Regions from separate parts of the Mus musculus genome. Here region 1 is linked to region 2. A link is a contact called in public HiChIP or PLAC-seq data. All regions are on one chromosome and are shown on one strand. Each heading gives the region's core, a stretch centred on a gene start, on an enhancer-like site or on the middle of the called end of the contact. The rest is flanking DNA. Distances are from core to core; before and after follow the strand shown. Region 1 holds the start of Adgrb1 (adhesion G protein-coupled receptor B1). Region 2 has its middle 30 kb from the start of Gm52173.

Region 1 (3,339 bases), core at 175-2,674, 580 kb before region 2:
ATGAGCTAGGGCGTATGCGCGTGTCAGTTGTGATGGTGGGGGCGCGAGGACAGCCCTTTTTTCCGAATTTGGAGATAAGCCTCCGGGGGTCTCCTCTGCCATTGTCGGGTCTGTAGGTGAGAGCTGTGACGGGAAGTCTGGGGGCTTTTCTGCCCGCCTCCAGCTCTGTGCTGGGGGTGGGGATGAGATGCAGCCGGGCCCTATAATATATGTAACGGGCTCTGGGTAAGATCAGGGAATGGGGGACACACCGGGTTGTCTCTCGCGAGCCTCCTTGGGCCAGCATAGGGAGCCAGGTGGGGCTCCCTCAGACCCCTGCTAGCATCTCTGTGTCGGAACACCACGGGAACGCCTTCCCCAGCGCGCCCTGGGTCTGTGGGGGTAATAGAGCAGGGGGTGCTTCTCTGACTGAGCCTGCCAGGTTGGCCCGGCTCTGCCTGGTAAGGATGAGGGGGAGGTGAGGAGCACCAAGAAGCCTCTCCCACGTCCAGGGCGCCCCCTCCTCAGCCCGCCCAATGCGGGATCGCAGGGACCTGCCAGATTCCATTGCCGCCGCTAGAAGAGGAAGGGGGCTGGGGAAATGGGGCTTGGGGGGGGGCTTTCAAACTCCCGAGCTCCAAGCCTAATCCTGAGAGCTGCGAAGCTCCAAACGGCGAAGTTAGGAAGTCCGGGAGGCCATCCCTCCTCCGACCCCCTCCCAGAGCGAGACGCCCCCTTTCGCCGCGCCCCCACCCCCTTCGGAGCCGTTCTTACCTTCCCCAGCAGCAGAGGCCCCACGGGCGAGCAAGGACTTGATCCAGCGACTTGCAAAGCCCCCGGAGCGCACCGCGTCGCCAGCGGCCGAGCCGCGCGCCCGATCCGAGCTGGGGCTACTGTCGCTGCCGCCCCCGACTCGCTTTGGGCCCCGCCGAGACGTTCCCAAGAGCGCACCCGCGGGCGCTCTCAGGCTCCTCCCCACCCCCTGCCTGGCGGAGCCCCCCGGGCGCCAGAAGGGTCCGGATGCCCTGGCTGCGGGCTGTGCTGGGCGCGCGGGCCCGGAGGCTGGCCAGGACGCGGCGCGGACGCCTGTGCCGCCGGCTCGCCCGCTCAGCTCGCTCTGCCGGGGCCGCCGCCAACGCCGCGCCCGCCGCCGCCGCCGCCACCACCGCCTGCGCCCGCCGCTCCCTCTCCGGCCGCGCCGCCGCTCCGGTCCTCTCGCCTGCCCGGCTCTTCTCGCCTTTTTTCCCTTCCTGGGGGCGGGGGGGGGGGAGCGGAGCGGAGCCGGGGGCGGGGCGGCGCGGGCAGAAGGAGGAGGAGGCCGAGGACGCGGAGAAGGAGGAGGAGAGAGGCAAGCTGCTCCCCCGCCCGGCTGCCGGCGCTCCCCAATCTCTCGCTCTCTGAAACTGGATCCCGAATCGGGAGCCAGAGACTGCATTACGGATTACATCAGGCTTTATAGAGCTTCCAGATCACACATTAGAGGGGGAGCGCGAGCGGGGGGCGGGTTGGGAGGAGGGGAGCGGGATCACGGAGAAGGAGTGCGACGCTCAGGCGAGCGCACCTAAGACAGCCGACTCCTGCCCCACGCAGCAGGAAAGCCAAGAGTTGGGACTGTGCTCTCCTCCAGGAGCAGGGGAGTGGCTGCATCTGGGTGACAAGTGGTGGACCAACAAACGGATGGTTGGAGAAGAGGAGTTAAGGGCTGTGCACAGACCAATAGGTGTGTGGGTGGTGGAGGCAGGTGAATGTAGGTAGAGGCTGTCGGGAGGGTTGATGGATGGACAGGTAGCCATCAGGGTCAGGGTCGGTGGAATTGCGGAGGCGGGTGAGGGTGAGCAGGACTGGAAGAAAGTGGATTTGGTGGGTGGCACCATGGGGAGGGCTACATAGATGGGTGGGCCACGCAGATGGAAGGATGATGCATGCATAGGTGGATGAGTGGGTGGGTGGGTTGGATGAGTGATGGGTAAAGAGATGGAGTCAGAGGCAGGGACTGGGGCCCTTCCAGGGAGAGCAGGGGTGGGGCACTGAACCACTTCATTTGGGCCTGACCGGTCTAGACTTTCTGTCCTGTGATGCTGAGAGGAGGGGAGCCCGCCAGGGACAGAGTCAAAGGGGGGTGGGTTTTAAAGTGTCCCTGCCTGCCAGTTTCCATCCATGGGTGGAGAGAGACCTCAGTTGCTTTGTCTTCCATCATAAGATCCCTGGTTCCTCCTCTGTTAGGGACCCAAAGGGGTGCCTCTCTCTATAAGGTATGTTCACCCATACATCCCAGGACAACAATGGATGTGACCCAACACATATGTAGGCCACAATGCCATGTTTCAATGTCAAAAGATTTGACACTCTAGGTCTAGGCTGACAACAAGAGTCCTGGAAACCCTGGCCTCAGAAAAGTTGCCTTGTGTTCTTTTCCACCAAGATGCTTCTGCATCAGACCCCTTGCTCCTGTTTCACAATTTGTGATTTGCCCTGAACTCAAAACCTTTTGTACAGGGCCCACTACTTTGCACACTTTAGCAGACCAGTGGCAGTACCATTGCTACCCAAGGACACATGGGGTCCGGATGTTTGCATCTCTCTTCGGAGGCCACTGTCAACAACAATACAAACTCACAGCCACTGTCAGCACTCTCCCTGCCAGGTGTCAGGACCCACACTGCTGTCCTGTAACTCCCACTAAAACATCTTATCAGTTCCATCAACATCACAGTCAACCTACACCTCTCTCTCTCTCTCTCTCTCTCTCTGTGTGTGTGTGTGTGTGTGTGTGTGTGTGTGTGTGTGTGTTGGGAAGCACCTCAAGCCAATTAGATACCCAGGCACTGAACGTGGTACTCTGCATACCAGTTACTCCTGCAAGGCCTCACCTTGCAAGGGTGTCCTGAGGGACCGAGAGCAGGACCACACTAAAGCCCAGACCATCCTATTCGTCAGTACCCTGTTCACTTAGGCTTCTTGAGAAATGCCATTCTTCCCAAGGTATTTGAAATCCCAGAAAGGAGGCGGCATACCTCCCAGGAGACCTCTCACGACCCTCATCTGCTCCTGCTGGGCCTCTGAATCTTCCAGCCCCTGGAGTTTAGTTAGCCCTGCTTTGGCCTTTTTTAGCTGCAGTAACAGCCTGTGGTCACCAGGGGGCCTCTGATATCAGGCCAAGAGACAGCTGAGCAGCAGCGAGGCTGAGTCAGGATCCAAGCACTTTCCACACTTGTTTCTTGCTGATAAGAGAAGACAGCAGAAATCCCTGGCAGGGATCTGGGGATCTGACCTGGAGGCTCTTGGGGCAAGGCTGAGACCTGCTTGGCCTGGGATATCAGGGCAAAAAGGGGATATCCTTCTGAGGATAAGGGGCTAACC
Region 2 (3,061 bases), core at 470-2,969:
GGTAGGTTCTGAAACAGGACCTGCACAGCCCTCCTGGGGGATCAGCTCTGTGCTTTGGACATGCTCTCATCTTTCCTTTAGCCAATCAGGGCCTCTTGGCACTAGGACATCACTCTGGCAGCTAAAAATCAAAGTGATAGGGGTATTTACACATGGAATATTCCAGAAGTCCACACAGGGCTTCAGGATTTGGGTGGGAGGGAAATTGTTTGTTAGCACATAGTTAGTCACATTCAGTTACCAAAACAGTCACGGAGTCAACCCTGACCCAAGGAAGGGAGGACAACGGAGCCAGTGATCTCATTTCCTGGGGGGTTCCCTGCTTTATCCTCGAAAGTTCCAAGTCCCTTGGATTCCCTCACCCAGGGCAATCCAAAGGATGGAGCGTCTTTGGGACCAGCCAGCACTCCTTAAAGCAATGTCACACCATGTCACATATGCAGGGAGATCGAGTAATAAAGAGCCAGGCAGACATGTCACCAATGTCTTATCAGTTCTCACCAAGTTCCAGTCTCCACGTGAGCAAGCTGCACCCTAGCTATCTCCCCACCACGGCAACCATGATACCCCAGCCTTATAAAAGCGTCCCAACTTCAGGCAACTAGGAATTGAAAAAGTTATTATCATAAAATTGGTGAAATTACCCAATTAAAGATATGGCCAGTGAGTCTGGGCCAGGCTGTGAGCAGGTTACAAAAAAAAAAAAAAAAAAAAGAACAAGGCCATAGTGAGGACATCCCTGGCCGAGCTCTGAGGCACCCCCGCACTCCCGAGTCCCAGAACAAACAGTATCCGGCCTCTTTTCTTTTCCCCTGGGCAAGTGTGTACCTCAAATGGCTTTTTTAAGTCCAGCAGGATGGGGCTGCTAGCTCTGTGTGGAGGGTCAGAGCAGTGACGATGTGAGGTCTGTCTGACTTGGGCATCCCTGGGGGTGACAGGCCAGAGGTGAATAAGCACTCTGGCTTGAAAGGCTTCTATGGGTGGATAAAAGAGGAGGTGGGGAGGAGAGGAGGAGGGGGAAGAGAAGGAGGAGGGAAGGCAGGGAGGAGGGAGGGAAGAGCTACAACACTGACAGACCAGATAAAGCAGAAGAATGTGGCAGCTCTCTGGCAGAATGACAAATCAGGATCTGAGATCCCAGCAGGCTCTCAGAGGGGTGGAGGCCGCCCCAGGGGACACTTGGTAATGTCTGGAAGTGTTCTAGTTGATATAACATGGACAGAGGGTACTACTGGCATCTAGTGGGCAGAGGCCGGCCATGTAGCTCCCAGTCCATTGTGCACAGCATACCCCCCCAGCCCCCAGCCCCCAAACCCCAGCCCCCAGCCAAGAAGTCCTGACCCCAGGCAGCCTTTGAGTGCAGAGTAACAGGGCAGGATAGCAAATGCAAAGAGAGCAGAGACAGCTTTTCGGGGACAGCAGGAGAAAGAGCTGCCCACCATGTGAGCCCATGCCCACCACAGGGGTATACCAGGGCCCAGAGGACAGGTTACCTGAGCCCAAGAGGACCTGCCTCCCAAGCCCCCTAGCTCCAGCTTGCCCCAAGCCTGCCTGTGAGGAAGCTGCTTGCTATTCTGCCCCAGACCCCAGCACAGCTGGCTCCCAGCCCCGGGGGGTGGAGGGCCACCCTAATTACTCTAATGGCTTGTAATCAGGCGTAATGGGGGTGTTTGTACACACCAGCGAGCGAACTGCAGGTGTGGAAGACAAGCGAGTCCCACAGGGCTCTGAGAGTCTCCTCTGCTTGCCAGCTGACAGGCCAGGGGGCCTACAGGCTACTTTGTTTACCCCACAGAATGTTTGAACCTCCAGTGGGCTCACCAGCTGCATGGGAAAAACCTGTTCCCTGCAGACCATTCTGAGACACCCAGAGTTCTCAGCTGTGGCTCCCATCAGCCATTGCTTACTGGCCCCTTAGGCTGCTGATGTAGAGAGCAGGAGGAGCCACAACCTTGGCATAGATGATCCCCAAGTCACAACGGGGAGGAAAGCATCACTGCTGCCCCCTGGGTGCCCTGGTCCAGAGTAACACTGCAACAGTGAACACACTTATTACCATTACTATCACCTACCTTCATTGCACAAGCATGCCCCAAGCATGATGAGCCCACTCCATGGTCATGTCACCTCTGTACGACATTATTACTCTTGCTCCCATTTCACAGATCAGGGAAACTAAGGCTCAAGGAAACTGATCCAACCTATGATCATGCAGCTACTTAAGGAGCACAGGCTGTAGCCAAGTCAGAGTCTCTGTCCTGGGGACTATCAGTGGCCATGCCAAGGCAGAAGAGGGTCAGAGGGACTGGATAGGAAGCATTGACTCAGCAGGGCTTTGTAGGGTGTATACGAGTTTTCAGGCTAGGATTCAGGAGGATGATGCCCTTACAAAGGCTCAGAAGACCCCAGTGCCTGTCTGCACATGATAAGCACTGAGTTCTAGGGAATATGGGAAGGAGACATCAAGAGTAACTGAGGCTAGAGAGGTGGGTCCAGGGTCAAGTTATGATGTATTTGCTGGATCTGCTTTCTAGAGTAGAGGTATGTCCCTCTTGGCTCAAATGAGGAGCACCTGCAGATTAGGACGCCTGATGCAAGGTGCCACATTTTTCCAAGCTCAGGGGACCAGAAAAAAAAAACATGACAGAGAGCATCGTCAGACATAAAGCTTGACTCTACCAGAAACATGCTGTGAGACCTTAGGCAGAGCTCTTTCCTTCTCTGTGCTGCAACCCACTTATGGGCTGTTCAGAGCCTGATGCACATTCAAATTATAATATTGTCCCAGTCAGCTGTCTTAAGGTTTCTATTGCTGTGGAGAGACACCGTGACCACAGCAACTCTTATAAAGGAAAGCAAGTGTTTAATTTGGACTAGCTTGCAGTTCAGAAGTTTAGGCCATTTATTGTCATGTAGGAAGCGTGGCAGGACACAGTCAGACATGGTGCCTGTGAGTTAGCTGAGAGTCCTACATCCAGACCAGCAGGCAGCAAGATGTGTGTGTGTGTGTGTGTGTGTGTGTGTGTGTGTGTGTGTGTGAGAGAGAGAGAGAGAGAGAGAG

What was found. HiChIP or PLAC-seq counts read pairs in DNA pulled down with a chosen protein or histone mark.
Region 1: an H3K4me3 HiChIP or PLAC-seq map of embryonic basal ganglia shows a contact between it and region 2, with 6 times the contacts expected there. The contact joins the promoter of Adgrb1 here to the enhancer-like site in region 2. A contact is called at or near these places in 11 of 39 promoter capture datasets (the 3T3-L1 cell line, 3T3-L1-derived adipocytes, the C10 cell line and 8 more), 1 of 15 datasets of contacts at CTCF or cohesin (large pre-B cells), 5 of 484 Hi-C or Micro-C datasets (cerebellum, embryonic stem cells and stem cell-derived neural progenitor cells), 16 of 115 datasets of contacts at active chromatin or transcription factors (VIP interneurons, craniofacial prominence, embryonic basal ganglia and 9 more) and 2 of 9 other capture datasets (embryonic stem cells and pancreatic islet).

What each region holds. Positions count from the first base shown.
Region 1 is chr15:74,514,281-74,517,619 of GRCm38.p6, reverse strand. It overlaps Adgrb1 (adhesion G protein-coupled receptor B1), which reads right to left and starts at 1,424. Exons shown (of 31, transcript NM_174991.3): 1 at 754-1,424.
Region 2 is chr15:73,931,884-73,934,944 of GRCm38.p6, reverse strand. No RefSeq gene overlaps it. Among named protein-coding and RNA genes, the nearest start is that of Gm52173, 30 kb to the right of the region's middle. Within about 2 kb of position 1,719, at least 24 of the 459 cell types and tissues checked have an H3K27ac peak or open chromatin away from gene starts, as enhancers often do. A contact at or near this core is called in embryonic basal ganglia, where this site is marked.